Regions from separate parts of the Zea mays genome. Here region 1 is linked to region 2. The links are chromatin contacts, called in public Hi-C maps. All regions are on one chromosome and are shown on one strand. Each heading gives the region's core, a stretch centred on a gene start, on an enhancer-like site or on the middle of the called end of the contact. The rest is flanking DNA. Distances are from core to core; before and after follow the strand shown. Region 1 holds the start of LOC100283367 (branched-chain-amino-acid aminotransferase). Region 2 holds the start of LOC100192011 (putative cytochrome P450 superfamily protein).

The links. Hi-C and Micro-C count contacts between places; a contact is called where the count stands out from the background.
Region 1: a contact with region 2 is called in a Hi-C map of leaf, with 5 times the contacts expected there. The contact joins the promoter of LOC100283367 here to the promoter of LOC100192011 in region 2. A contact is called at or near these places in 2 of 25 Hi-C or Micro-C datasets (both in leaf).

The regions. Positions count from the first base shown.
Region 1 is chr2:19,624,610-19,631,006 of Zm-B73-REFERENCE-NAM-5.0, reverse strand. It overlaps LOC100283367 (branched-chain-amino-acid aminotransferase), which reads right to left and starts at 3,150. Exons shown (of 10, transcript NM_001156268.2): 1 at 2,897-3,150; 2 at 2,695-2,789; 3 at 694-871; 4 at 427-603; 5 at 220-351; 6 at 35-133. The coding sequence starts at 2,986. It overlaps LOC103648456 (U-box domain-containing protein 33), which reads left to right and starts at 3,751. Exons shown (of 8, transcript XM_035965205.1): 1 at 3,751-4,042; 2 at 5,981-6,108; 3 at 6,259-6,380. The coding sequence starts at 3,781. It also overlaps the pseudogene LOC112935967.
Region 2 is chr2:19,486,767-19,493,133 of Zm-B73-REFERENCE-NAM-5.0, reverse strand. It overlaps LOC100192011 (putative cytochrome P450 superfamily protein), which reads right to left and starts at 3,106. Exons shown (of 1, transcript NM_001137435.1): 1 at 1,296-3,106. The coding sequence starts at 3,044. The coding sequence ends at 1,503.

The DNA of each region.
Region 1 (6,397 bases), core at 1,901-4,400, 140 kb before region 2:
GGAAATACTTTGAAAATTCACATTTGCGCATTACCGAAGCATAGTTCCCAATAGTTTTTATATCACCAGTTCCACCAGGTGCAGCACGGTGGTATTCTTCCTCAGTTAACAAGCTGATTGGAGCTAGACCACCCTGAAAGTAAACAAGACAGTTCTTACAGATCTAGTAAAATACAACACCAATTGTAAGCAGAAAAGAAACAAGGTAAGATCATTGACCTTGAAATAATGCCCAACTGGGCAAACAAACACAATGAATGTGTACTGTGGGGCAGGTGCCACACCAAGCATAGCCCCACTTCCAATTAGCTGCGGTCTGATATACAAAGAACCTTTACCAAAAGGAGGCACCTGTAATGCAGAACATGGTGGGTGAGACATGAGAGATGCATCACATATTCAACAAGAGGTGTGCAACGCCCTCACCCAATGCTTGTTTGCCAGAACAGTTAGTTTCACAGCTTCTAGGAATTGCTCTACACTTGGTGCAGGCATGCATAACCGGTCTGCACCAATTTCCATCCGCCGTGCATTTTCATGTGGACGAAAAAGAAGGATTGATCCATCCTCTTTTCTATGTGATCGTAGACCTTCAAGCAATCCCTGCGGAAGTTTTATAAGCACATTAGAGCATATCAACACAATGTTGAAAAAGGACCATGGTACTCGAACTGATATGCAGAGTTCTCAAACCTGACCATAATTCAGCACGGCGGCTGCTGGATTCAGCTCAATTGACCCATATGGCACTAATTTACCATTCATAAACACCCCATCTGAAGAACAGCTCATTAAATACATGAAGTCCGTTGGGATCAGTTGAAACCCAAGATCATCCCAATTGAAGTCAACTAGATCTGGGGTCCCTGTGCTGAAAAACACAAGTCCCAGAACAAATGAACCCATAATAAAGCCGAAACAACAACGGGATAATAAGTATGCAGCTGTTTGTAACTGCGAGTACTTGGTACTATAGCAACCTCTAGTCACTAAGTTGATTCTTCATTTCCTTCCTTGATAAGACTAACATACTTATGATCTATGCTGTCAATTTGTGTACCTCATCATAGAAAATGGATTGTAAACCACATGTGTCCTCGGAACTCTGTTTTTCACACCTAGTTTTACCTTATGTAATTTAACGTAGTGCTGATACATCATGAATGGATCCACCTTATCGTTCCAACCGTAAATGTTGGGATTCACCAATTTAACACCAGACCCATAACCAGAGTGTCATTCACTTAGATTTAATATGGGGATGGCTCATATTATATTAAATTAAATTGAATTGAACTAATTCTAGACATGTATTAAATGTGTCGGGGCGTTCGAATGCATTGAGACTGTTCAGGAGAGCGAGAGCCGTAGACATCCGGAACATGGGGCCTTCGGGCTCGTCGTGGCGTGGTGTGACTGCTAGTAACAGTCTGTCTAGGTGATCTCTAGATATTCATGAACAGCCATAAAGTTTCACTTATATGCCCCAACTAAAGGAGATGCTTTTGGCAACCTAGTACCAGTAAAGAGTTTAAGTAAAACTTATTTCACATAAAACTGTCAATTCAAAGATAGTCTATTGTTTAGTTGTGAGGAAGTATAACCTCTATTCTAAGTGGATGTCAACTTTACAATCTCCATTGAAACATTGGTAAAACCAAACGACAGAGAAGTGAGAGTATTTATGTGTCCTAGTTTTGGTGGGGGTTGTTGCAAATTGTTAGACTTAATATGTGGATATATTATATTTTTTTTTAATTATATCAAATAAATTCTAGGCGCATATTAAATTGTCGGGGCTGTTTGGAGGCCTCGGGGCCTTCGGGCTCGTTGTGGCGTGCCATGGCCGCGACCTTGGTGTGATTGTGTTGTGTAGGTGGACTTGTTATGCCACTTCACTTGGTCTATGGAGGAGGAAATGGCTACACTAATGGAGGTGTAATGAACATGTAACATGAAATAATGGAGACGCACGTTACGGTGATCACTCCATCTTTCTATTTTCTTGAAACTCCTGCCATTATATCATTTTCTTTGGAAGACCAGTCCGAGACAAATACAACACACGATTACCCTTCACTAAAAAGTCGAGTTGCATCGAAGTCTCCCTATTCCAATCCTCTGCAAACACAGAGTGTTGGGAGAACAGGCCTCTGTGGAACCATCGTCTACATGTACAATACCTGCTCAAGTATTGGCGATCAGGTTTTTTTTAAGGAGCGTCACTGTGATCGCTTGTTGAACGGACCAGAAGATCAACTTCTTTCTGGTGGATGCTTAATCTTCTTGGTGGACATATGAGGGACAACACTGGGAATATTTGTCTGCACCGATTGTGGTCCAATAATTCGAGCAACACACAATATCGATTCATGTGAATGGATCCATGAATTTGTGGTTAGTATTTTTTTTATATGTCTCTGCTAAACTTATGAGTAATAATATTTTACACATGTGTGCATATGGCTTCACAATTATACTGCCATGTTTTAGATTAAATTAAACATGAAAATACCTAAATTCTTAATAATAACCAGGGCGAACGTTTTGAGCAGCAAATTTCCAATTGCATCACCATTGCAAAACTAAAATGATTAATCATACCCTTTTTGCTAGTTAATCTTAGCGGCGGTGCATCGTCCCAATTCCCAAAGCAAAACAGAGGGTCAGTTATACAGACTTGTCGCATCATACTTGTGTGCAGTCGTCATTAGAGTAGAGAATCGACTCCTAGCAACAGGGCTTGACGGGGTAAAGCAGACAGTGCAGTATCCCGATCGGCTCCAAATCTGCAGGATTAACGTTGTCGCGTCAGAACCGGCTGGCCGGCCGAGCAGATGATATTGGGGCGGCCGCGTACCACCAAAACCGCATGATCTTAAGCAAAGTAACTCACGCGATGGGAGAGAACTCGCGGGAATGGCGCCGCGCGGCAGCTAGAAGAGGGGGGCGCAGAACTGCGGGCCGCGCAGGTGCAGAGCTCCATTTGTAGTCTGGGCGGAGAGTCGAGGTCGGCGAGTCGGCGACCGGGGGTAGGTTTGCAGTTTCCTGGTTTGGTGGGGCTGCTTGTCGATTGCCCGAATCGTTCGACGCCGCCGAGCCGCCGGCGCGTTGCTATTGCCTATTGGTCGTCTCCTGCTTCCGTGCTTCTGTTGCCGGGTCGCAGTCCCGAGTCCCGACGCCGAGGAAGTGGTCCATGCAGGGGACTGGGCCCTCATCCATCATGGGCTTCAGTTCTGATCGGGGCCGGGCTAGCAAGAGAAATGTGGCATAGGGCAATTTTGATGCCACTTGTTTTTTGATGAATTTCAGGCAGACCGTGATAACAAAAGACACACACGGCGAAGAATCTCGTGATTGTTAAGAAGTCAAAAGGTTTCTGCAGAGGAAGCGGCAGCGAGCAAATGCAGCCTCAGAATATGCTGTTTGCTGAGCATTTTCACATCGATGCATCGAAACAATCGTGTTAGACGACGACTGGCAGAGCAGTAACGAGCAACAGACGGTACTTCGTCTATGCAGGTCTCCAGTAATTTCACCTCGCAGCCAGAAAAGTCTACCAAATGCCATGAATATCCGGTCCCGATTCACGAAGATACCAAAGTGATTTCTTCCGACAGCGGGTTTTTTTAAATGATGCTACAACCTCGCCTTCGTTTGTAACGTTCGGGTCTTTCGCATTTTAATTCCGGGTCCTGGAGGGCAGCATTACAATCCATGCTGCGCGCCGCGTGACTGCAATCTTTCGTTCTTTCCTGCGCAGAAGCAGCAAAGTCTGAAATGGCTAACGCCGGGACAGGGAGGGGAGGACAGACACCGGAGAGCACGCACCAGCACACCTTAAGAACGGCGGTGAGCAACACCAGGGAGGCCGCGGAGAGCCCGCCTTTGGCTGTCGACGACAAGATTTTCGTTGCTGTCCCCGAAGAACTCAAGCACGGCAAGAGCAACTTGCTGTGGGCGCTGCACAACTTGGCCAGGGACGCCTCCAGCTCCCGGATTGCCATTGCTCATGTCCACGTTCCTGCCCAGATGATAACCAGTAAGTAACTCAGCTAGCCAGGAACACCGCTCTTTTTTCTGCCTCAAGGTAAACAGCGAATTCTCCAACTAATTTCGTTTTAGGTTCCATAACTTCCTCTCTGAAAAATTGTAACTTTTTCAGGCACATTTATGGGCAGAGCGTCCATGGCCCATTGGGTTTAGTATGTTCTAGCCATAACAATTGCATTATTAGAGCCCAGGCCATCTCCTGGAGACTAGCAATTCGCCAATTCCCAATCCTCTAAGTTCCAGCAGTTTGCACACTTTTCCCCATGCCACCACTCAATGCCCCGCCTTTAGCTTCCTTCCGGTCTCTCCGTTAAAAGTATTTTCTAACCTTATCAATAGCCTCAACAGTTCATTTAGGATATGTTTGGTTTGACGTTAAAATAGGTTAAAATAGGATGAGGCGAGAGCGACACCGTCCCCTCGATTTTTTAGGATCACGCCGCCACAAAAAATTACTTTGGTGTTCACCTCGTCCTCACATGACTCTCATTCAAACAATATAGAAATTATGGCTGCATCATTCCATCCTTCCTTATACATCCAACCAAAACACACCCTTAGATAGATCCAGAGCCATGGCTAAATAAACCAGCAAGTTGGGCAGCTAGCCATTGGAGGCTAGCAACTTTCTAACAACACACTGGACCGGTCCGGTGAGCCACCAGTGTACACCACACTAGGTCCAAGGATAGCCATTATCGACCTTGGAGCTGTGCGTCCGATGCGCCGGATCAGGTCTGGTATGCCACGTGCTCCAGTCTTTAGCTAGTCTTCATTCTGTTCATAGGTCCCACCGGCCGGTACGGTGCACCTCTATGTAGCCAGAATTTCTTTTTTCTAAGTTTCTTTTTTGGGCTTTTCTTGTCTTGTGTCTTGGATTTTTGCGTAACGTTGGTAAGTCTTTAATGAGTCTTCTAAGAGCATCTCCAACAACGTGATTTATAAAAATGTCCTATAATTTAAAAATAAATATACTTTATAGAATTTAGGGCACCAACAAAACACCTCGCTCCAACAGTAAAGCCCCAAATCTTGATTATAGGGCAGCTCACTACGGTGTAATATATTTGAGGCACTTGAGAGAGTCCTATAGTTTTTTGACAAAATTTTATAAAATAAGGCATTGTTGGAGTGGTTTTTCCTGTGTAGAGCCCATATTTCAATTTGAGGCACTAGTTTGAGGCATTGTTGGAGATGCTCTAATGTCTTCTTTAAGGTGTTGCTCTCCATAGCTCAGTCCAAGTCCACTCTGCATACTTTGAACTATAAACACTAGCCAACGTATTAGTCCAAAAGTTTATGTTGATCATCACACTAAAATCACTAACAATTTGGACGGCGGTTCATTTTCCTTACACTTAGGTAGCTTCTTCAAGAATATGAGAACTCTCAAATATTTACAAGGAAAGTTAAACATCTCACATGGTATCAGGTTTTGTAAGGTTTCCATCTCTGTTTCTCCACACCGATAGGATAGCTTCTTAATATTTGTGTTTGTCTAATTTTGATCCTAAACTAAAAAAAGGTATTGTTGGCACGCCAACTATCAAAACATATAGTTTTGACCCCCGAGCTAGTTTGATTAGTTTTTAGATGAGTCTAGGATCAAAATTGAATGGCTTTGATAGTTGAGTTGCCCAAATGAGAAATGACCCAATCTTGTAGTTAGGAGTTAAAATTATAGAAAGGTGAGAGTTGATAGGCCAAACATAAACTTAATCCTTTTTAACCATTTTTTGTAGCCAACTGCTCAACTGTGCCCGAAGAGATTAACCTGTCTGATTATAGGCAAATTAATATTTTATGCACGAAATTTTGTCATGAGGTACTCCATGTTGTGTTCCTACACTAAAGTTTGTTTCATGGTACAAAGAAACTTCATAGTCTATTATATTTTCCAGCTCAAACATATTTCATGTTTTCCCAGTGGGGCTAGGGGCAAGTGTTCATTACAGCACAATGAGACCACAAGAACTCCGTGCATACAGGCAGCATGAGCGAGAAAAGATGGAGAAAAAACTAAACGAATATGTTTTGATATGCAGGCGATTGAAGGTGTTTGTTTACGTTCTCTTATTTGTCATTGTTAATTCAATCTAAATTATTTTCCCTTTTTTTGAGAACAAGAACAGGAATGAAATCTTAAGAGATGAGGAACATATATCCCAATATTGCATAATGATCATCCAAATTTTCCTGTGCCAGGTTAATTGCGACATAGTAGCTATTCAAAATGACGACATAGCTAATGGGGTCATCAATCTTATTTCTTTACATGGGATCAAAAAGCTTGTCGTGGGAGCCGCATCAGATAAAAAATATTCAAAGTATGGCTCAAGCATCT
Region 2 (6,367 bases), core at 1,857-4,356:
ATATCTCCCATTATATAGAAAGGATGGCTTTCACATTTCAACTCGATCTGCCCACGCATCATCCTATGTTTCACGGTATAGATAAAAACTACTTTTATAGCTACCTAGTTACGAAATAGTGCTTGATAGTCTCAAAATACATCACTACACATAGCGAGAAACAATAACGATATTATGTCTAAGGATCTAGCATGTATACCCCTCCATAACGCTTGATTGCACTTATTTAACATAATAATCATAGCAACGTCTCGTGATGGATCAATCCAACACTATAAACTCTATCATATATTCATATTATTGACTTAATATCTCTACATCAATGATCCATGAAATATGATCATTAACTGATGCATGTGCTAGTCTATAAAACCATTATTGTCCCACATAATGATATAAAATTAGGGATATTTTGAATGGCATTATAAAACATAAAGATTTACGAACAAGTCACCTACTCACCAATAAATATAATAATGATAACTTAAGAGCCTAAATAACACTTTATTCAATACTTATAAATACGAGACACTTATATAATTATGTCACTTACACTAAAGTCAATTATGCGGCGACGTCTTGAACGCGTGCAATCTTAGGGAGAGAGAAAGCAATGACTAAGATGATTCTCTTATCTGCACCACGTGAGTCCTTCTGTATATATATAAATCAATACTATTAAACTTTTATTTAAAGCTAATTAACGTTCCAATGAAAGACTAAGCCTTGTTTGGATCCACCCTCTTTATTAGAAACTGTTTTTTTAAAGCTATAAGGCCTCTAATGGCCTGTTTGAAAGCTCTCGGGTTTTAAGAAACTAGTTTATGAAAACGGGATTGGTTCTAAACATACCGGTTTCAAACCAAGAAGCTAGTCTTTCCTAGCTAAACTAGTTTATAGAAATTAAGATGAATCCAAACATCATTAACCAGTTTCTAGAAACCGAAGATAGAAATGGATTCTTAAAAACTATATGGCTTCCAAACAAGGCCAAACAGGTCGACTTTTATCCAGTTTCTAAACAAAAAAAACTAGTTTTCTGGTTTCTTAAAAACCAAAAAACTGATTACTTCCAACTAAAACCAGTTTTGGATGGTTAGTCATTATTTATGGAAGAAGCTATAAATCAAATTTTTTTTAAAAAAACTAGTGGATCCAAATAAAGGCTAAAAGTGATCGAATGAATGATCGCTTGAGTTTTGTTTTTACAAACAACAACAGTTTTGGCGGCCCATTAACACAAGCTGCCGAAACCAATTTGGCGCCTCCCCGTCAGGTTACATGAGAGAGTTATTATTGCTCTCCGGCCCGCTTTTCTTCGTCCTCCCATTCAAATGCAAATCAAAATGATATGGACTTTTTACACATGCATTTTTGTTCCCAATTGAGTAATATACCTCACCAAACTCTTTAATTACTTACTGTCAATATCTACATAACTTTTCATTTGACGTTTCCAATCTGTCCGTTGGTTTCCTTCCCGACCTGCACTGCACGAACCTCTATGCGGAGGCCGCGGTGGCTCTTGCCGCCGCGTCGTACTCCCCGGCGCCGCGGAGCTCGTCGATGACGACGCTGAGGTCGCGCGGGCGCACCTCCATGCGGAGCCCGTGCTTCATGAAGAGCGTGAGCGACATCTTCTGCTCGACGCGGTGGCCCGGCGCGACGGTTAGGCGGTGGCGGAGGAGCACGCTCCCGGCGATGTTCTTCATCTGCAGGTAGGCGAGGTCCTTGCCCAGGCATATCCGCGGGCCGGCGTTGAACGCCACGAACCTGTACGAGTCGTGGGGCTGGAACCTGGTGCCGTCGTCCGACAGCCAGCGTTCGGGGCGGAACTGGAGGCAGTCCTCCCCCCACACCGTCTTCATGCGCCCCGCCGAGTAGATGGAGTAGGTGACCGAGGAGCCCGCTGGCACGAACGTGCCGTCCGGGAGGACGTCGTCGGCGACGACGTGCTTGGAGTCCTCAGGCACGGAGGGGTACAGGCGGAGCGTCTCGGAGAGCGCCGCCTTGAGGTAGACGAGGCGGTCGAGCTCCTCGAAGTCCAAGGGCGCGGCGAGCCACAGTGCCGGGTCCTCGACGCCGCGGGACCCGGCCAGGACGGCGCACAGCTCGCGCACGATGTTGCGCTCCACGGCGGGGTGCGTGGAGACCAGCCAGAAGAACCAGGAGAGCGCCACCGAGGAGGTGTCGCGGCCGGCGAGGATGAAGTTGAGCGCCACGTGCTGCAGCGACTCGTCGGAGTAGGTCCCCTTGCGCATGAAGCGCGAGAGGAGGTCGTCGTGCGGCGTGGCCGAGAGGAGGTCCTTCCTCGTGGCGGCGGAGAGCTCGAGCTTGCGCGCCTTGATGACGGCCGAGAGGTAGCGGTCGACGTGGCGGACGCTGCGCGCCAGCGTGGTCTCCATGCCGAGGCCCAGCCACTTCTTGCAGCGCCAGACGCACTCGGGGAAGATGAAGCGGTTGAGGGTGGCCTCCGTGGCGCGGTCGAACGCGGAGGCGAAGGCGTTGTCGGGGAGGCCCCGGGCGAGCGTCTCGGGGTCCTTCCCGAAGGCGAGGCCGCAGATGTTGTCGAAGGTGAGGCGGAGCAGGAGGTCCTGCAGGTCGACGACGTGCGCGTCGGCGAGGATGGGCAGCAGGCGGGCGTGGATGGAGCGGGAGACCCAGCGCGACATGGCGGTGCGGAGCGTGCGCGTGGTGAACTCGAGCGCGGCCGTCTTGCGCTGCGCCACCCAGGTGTCGCCGTCGGAGTTGAAGATGCCGTCCCCGAGCAGGTCCCTGAAGACGGCGTGCCAGAAGGGGCCCTTGGGGTAGTTGTCGAAGCGCGCCTTGAGGACGTGCTCCAGGTTCCGGGGGTCGCACGTGACGGTGACCAGGCCGCCACGGCGCGCCACCCCGGGCACGGCGAAGATGCAGGTCTGGTACGTGCCCCCCGCGCGGCGCAGGTTGGCGGCGATCCACTCGTGCATGTCCTCGGCGTGCTGCACGAGCCCCGGCAGGCTGCCGAGCAGCGGCCACACCCGCGGCCCGCTGAGCCCGCGCGACATCCGCCAGAACCAGGCCACGTACAGCGCCACGGCCGCCACGGCCGCCGCCGCCCACGTCCCGGCCTCCATCGCTGTCGTTCCGGTTTGGTGATCCGATCCACCGGCCGGTAAAAGCAGTAGTAGTAGTAGTAGGCTGCTGCTGCTGCTGCTGCGCTGACAGGAGAAATAAGTGAGAGTCACATGGAGCGCACGCAGTGCAGGGTTGCGATAGAGCGCGAGGCTATGTGCATGCCTATATAGCAGTCGGGCAGTCGCACCGGAACGGGCAGCGATTGAAGCCGTCGACGGACGGCAATCAATACCCACAACACTCCACTGACCGACGGCTGCCCCTAGCTAGTAGTAGCAGCAGCAGCAGTTATAGAATGAATCCATGGACGATCGATCCCATCCCGTGCGCCGCACGTACCAGAGTGGCTGCTGCTGCGTGGAGTCGACTGAAGCCGGACCGGACCGGAACTAACCCACCCATAAATTGCCGTCAGGGGTCGTTGGTTGGTCGAGCGGACCGCTCCAAACCCGACGGGCAGCTGGAGCCTCGGCTTTCCTCACCTACTTGCGCGGGGAGACCCTTGAATGCACGCGACGCGACGGGCACATTGAATATATACTACGAGAGAGGGGTGGTGTTGTCATCGATTATATTAGCTGCTTGCTTTGCTGCCGATCGTCGCCGTCGCCGCGCAGGCCATCCAACACACACGTACGTACGCGCGCAGCATGCCCGCCTAGCTACTAGCTAGTCTGACTGACCAAGACGTACGTACGCGCGACTACCCGCGGCGACGCTGCTGAACACGACGAGACGAGACGAGACGTGCCAGGTGATCGAGGGATGACGCCTGTATGTATGGTGGCTGCATCGTATCTACTCGCAATGGACAAGCGGCAGGTCAGGTGGCCACCCCCACCCCATGCTAGCGGACGACCGGGGCGGTGATGAAGCTGGCCAACTGTTGGTCTGCTCTGGTCTGACAGCGCCTTTACAAAGGCCGTCAGAGTAGTTTTGACGAAGCGAGAAAACTGAGGGCTGCCGTGCTGGAGCCACGACGAGGCACTACTGTACTGAGAGGCTTCAAGACGGGAAGGTCAGCGAAACAGGGATCTCCTCATCAGGCACCGTTGGCTCACCCAACTGAGCCAACCTTGCCCGAGCGCGGTACTAGTAGCTCGATTTTAGCTCCAAGAAGACCGGCACGCAGGTAAGCCCGGTGTGCTAGCTGTGGGTTCGGTTAGTTTGGTTGGAAACGACACCTTTTTCAATGCTATGCTGCTCGTCGCCCATCAACGTTGTCTCAGCTCTCAAGGGAGCTCGAATATGCGTCTTTCTTTGGGCATTCAGCCTATCGTCTTGGAGACCTATCCTGCGACTGCGGCAAATGCAATCGGCGACCTAGACTCTGATAGACCCCCCCTGTTAATTAGCACCATATTTAGACAATTTTTTTTAGCTAAAATGCCGTGTAAATAGTACCAGACTACCAGCACTCTTAGCTTCTAAATAGTTTATAATTTAAATCTAAATAGTTTTAAAAATTATTTTAGCTGTAAATAATAAAAAAAATAACTTATCTAAATGTCTTCTAAAGTCGCACAACTTTAACTTCACGATTTTTTGAAACTTCTAATGACATGTTTCACCGAATTCACCAAACTTTTTAAAGGTAAAGCAGTTTCAAACGGACCCTTAGACATTCTTCAACCATTCCCGCTCACGCTTCCTGTCCCTTTGAACGGGTACAATGTAACTGATCCTCGAATCCGTTGAACAATCCACTCTTAGAGCTAATTTGGGAGCCACAGAACCGGAGAAGATTTTAGCCTCTCCAATCCTCTCCGGTATTTGGACTTCCAAACTAGAGTGCCACTCTCCACGGGAGAGAGGGGGAAACCACTTCATACACGGGGAGTCATAATCTCCTCCATTTTTTAATTAGTGCCAACTGTAAAATTAATTAATTTTATATTAATTATATATAACAATGTGTATTGCAGTACTATAAATATTGTATAGTTTTTTAAACTCGAAAAACTTATTTATAAAAGTCAAATAGATCAAATAAAGTGTATAAGGGAGCTGAATATGAAAAATAGTTGCGGAGGAGATGAAATAGCAGGAAGATGGAAGTATTTAAATACGAATTGAAAGTATGAATAGAGAGATTTGAGAGTGGGAATCGTTGGAGTTAGCATAAAGACATCACCACGCACCCGTTTCTTATGCACTTGTGCGTCGTCTATTATTACCCGCCTCATTAATTAGCGACGTACCCGTCGCTTCTACACCATTATAATGCAAGACACGAGAAGCCAAATGAAAGTGCCAGGATAATGCAGAGCTAACCATAGTAGTTAGTGCAGCTAGATCATCATAAACATAACCCCTAATTGACAAAAACAGCCGTGTGGCGCTACACTACTGTCCGGTTGTTGCAACCTGCACAGCTATATAAACATCCGAGGCCGAGATAGCAGTCTGCTAATATATAGTTATCAAAAGACCACGGCTATGCATTAGACAAAACAAAACTGCAAGATTCGCGTACCATTTTCCAGCAGCAGCAAAAGCCGCCATTTCAATCATTTTCCAGCCGCCCAGCTAAAGAGCGACAGGGGAAAAAAACTAGCCATCTACCAACCCTCATGAGACGGCATGCACCTAGATTAAAAATATTTTAGAACCAGGGTATATTATTGTAGTTTTGAAATATTTTAAATATGGAAACGAAAAGGATACGGTGATTTAGGGGTGTTGGTTCTTTTAGGTCATGTTTCAAACCTCTAAAACTAATATTTAGTTGTTAACATTAACTAAGAGATTTAGAAACGAGTTAGTTAATTGTTAGTTATACCACTTAAATAGCTATTAGCTGTCCGTTGCTTCAACCCAGTTAAAATTTTTGAATAGGGCTTTAGTCATTCTTATAAACTTTAGAAACTAAACTTTAGTCTCTATAAATTTTATTTAGAAGGTAAAGCGCCCCAGATCCTCTTAGACTCAAATGTGATACAATTACTAGTCCAAGGAGGCTAGTAAACACATTTATACATCAGATAGTTTCAGATCTGCTTAAATGAGACAAACCTATAAAGGTGGCAAACAACTTTAAAAGTTGGTCCACAACTCGGGACATATCATCAGAGTGGGACTGAAGCAGCCCGATATACGCAGCTAAGCAAATCAGCGGTCCAACAGCCACAGGCAAGGTTGGGAACAGTCGTAACTCTTACCCGATCTCCTTTTTTCTGAAAAACAACAAATAAGCAAGGGTGAGTACAAACGTACTCAGCAGCCCACCTTCACCCGCGGAATGGGGAAATCA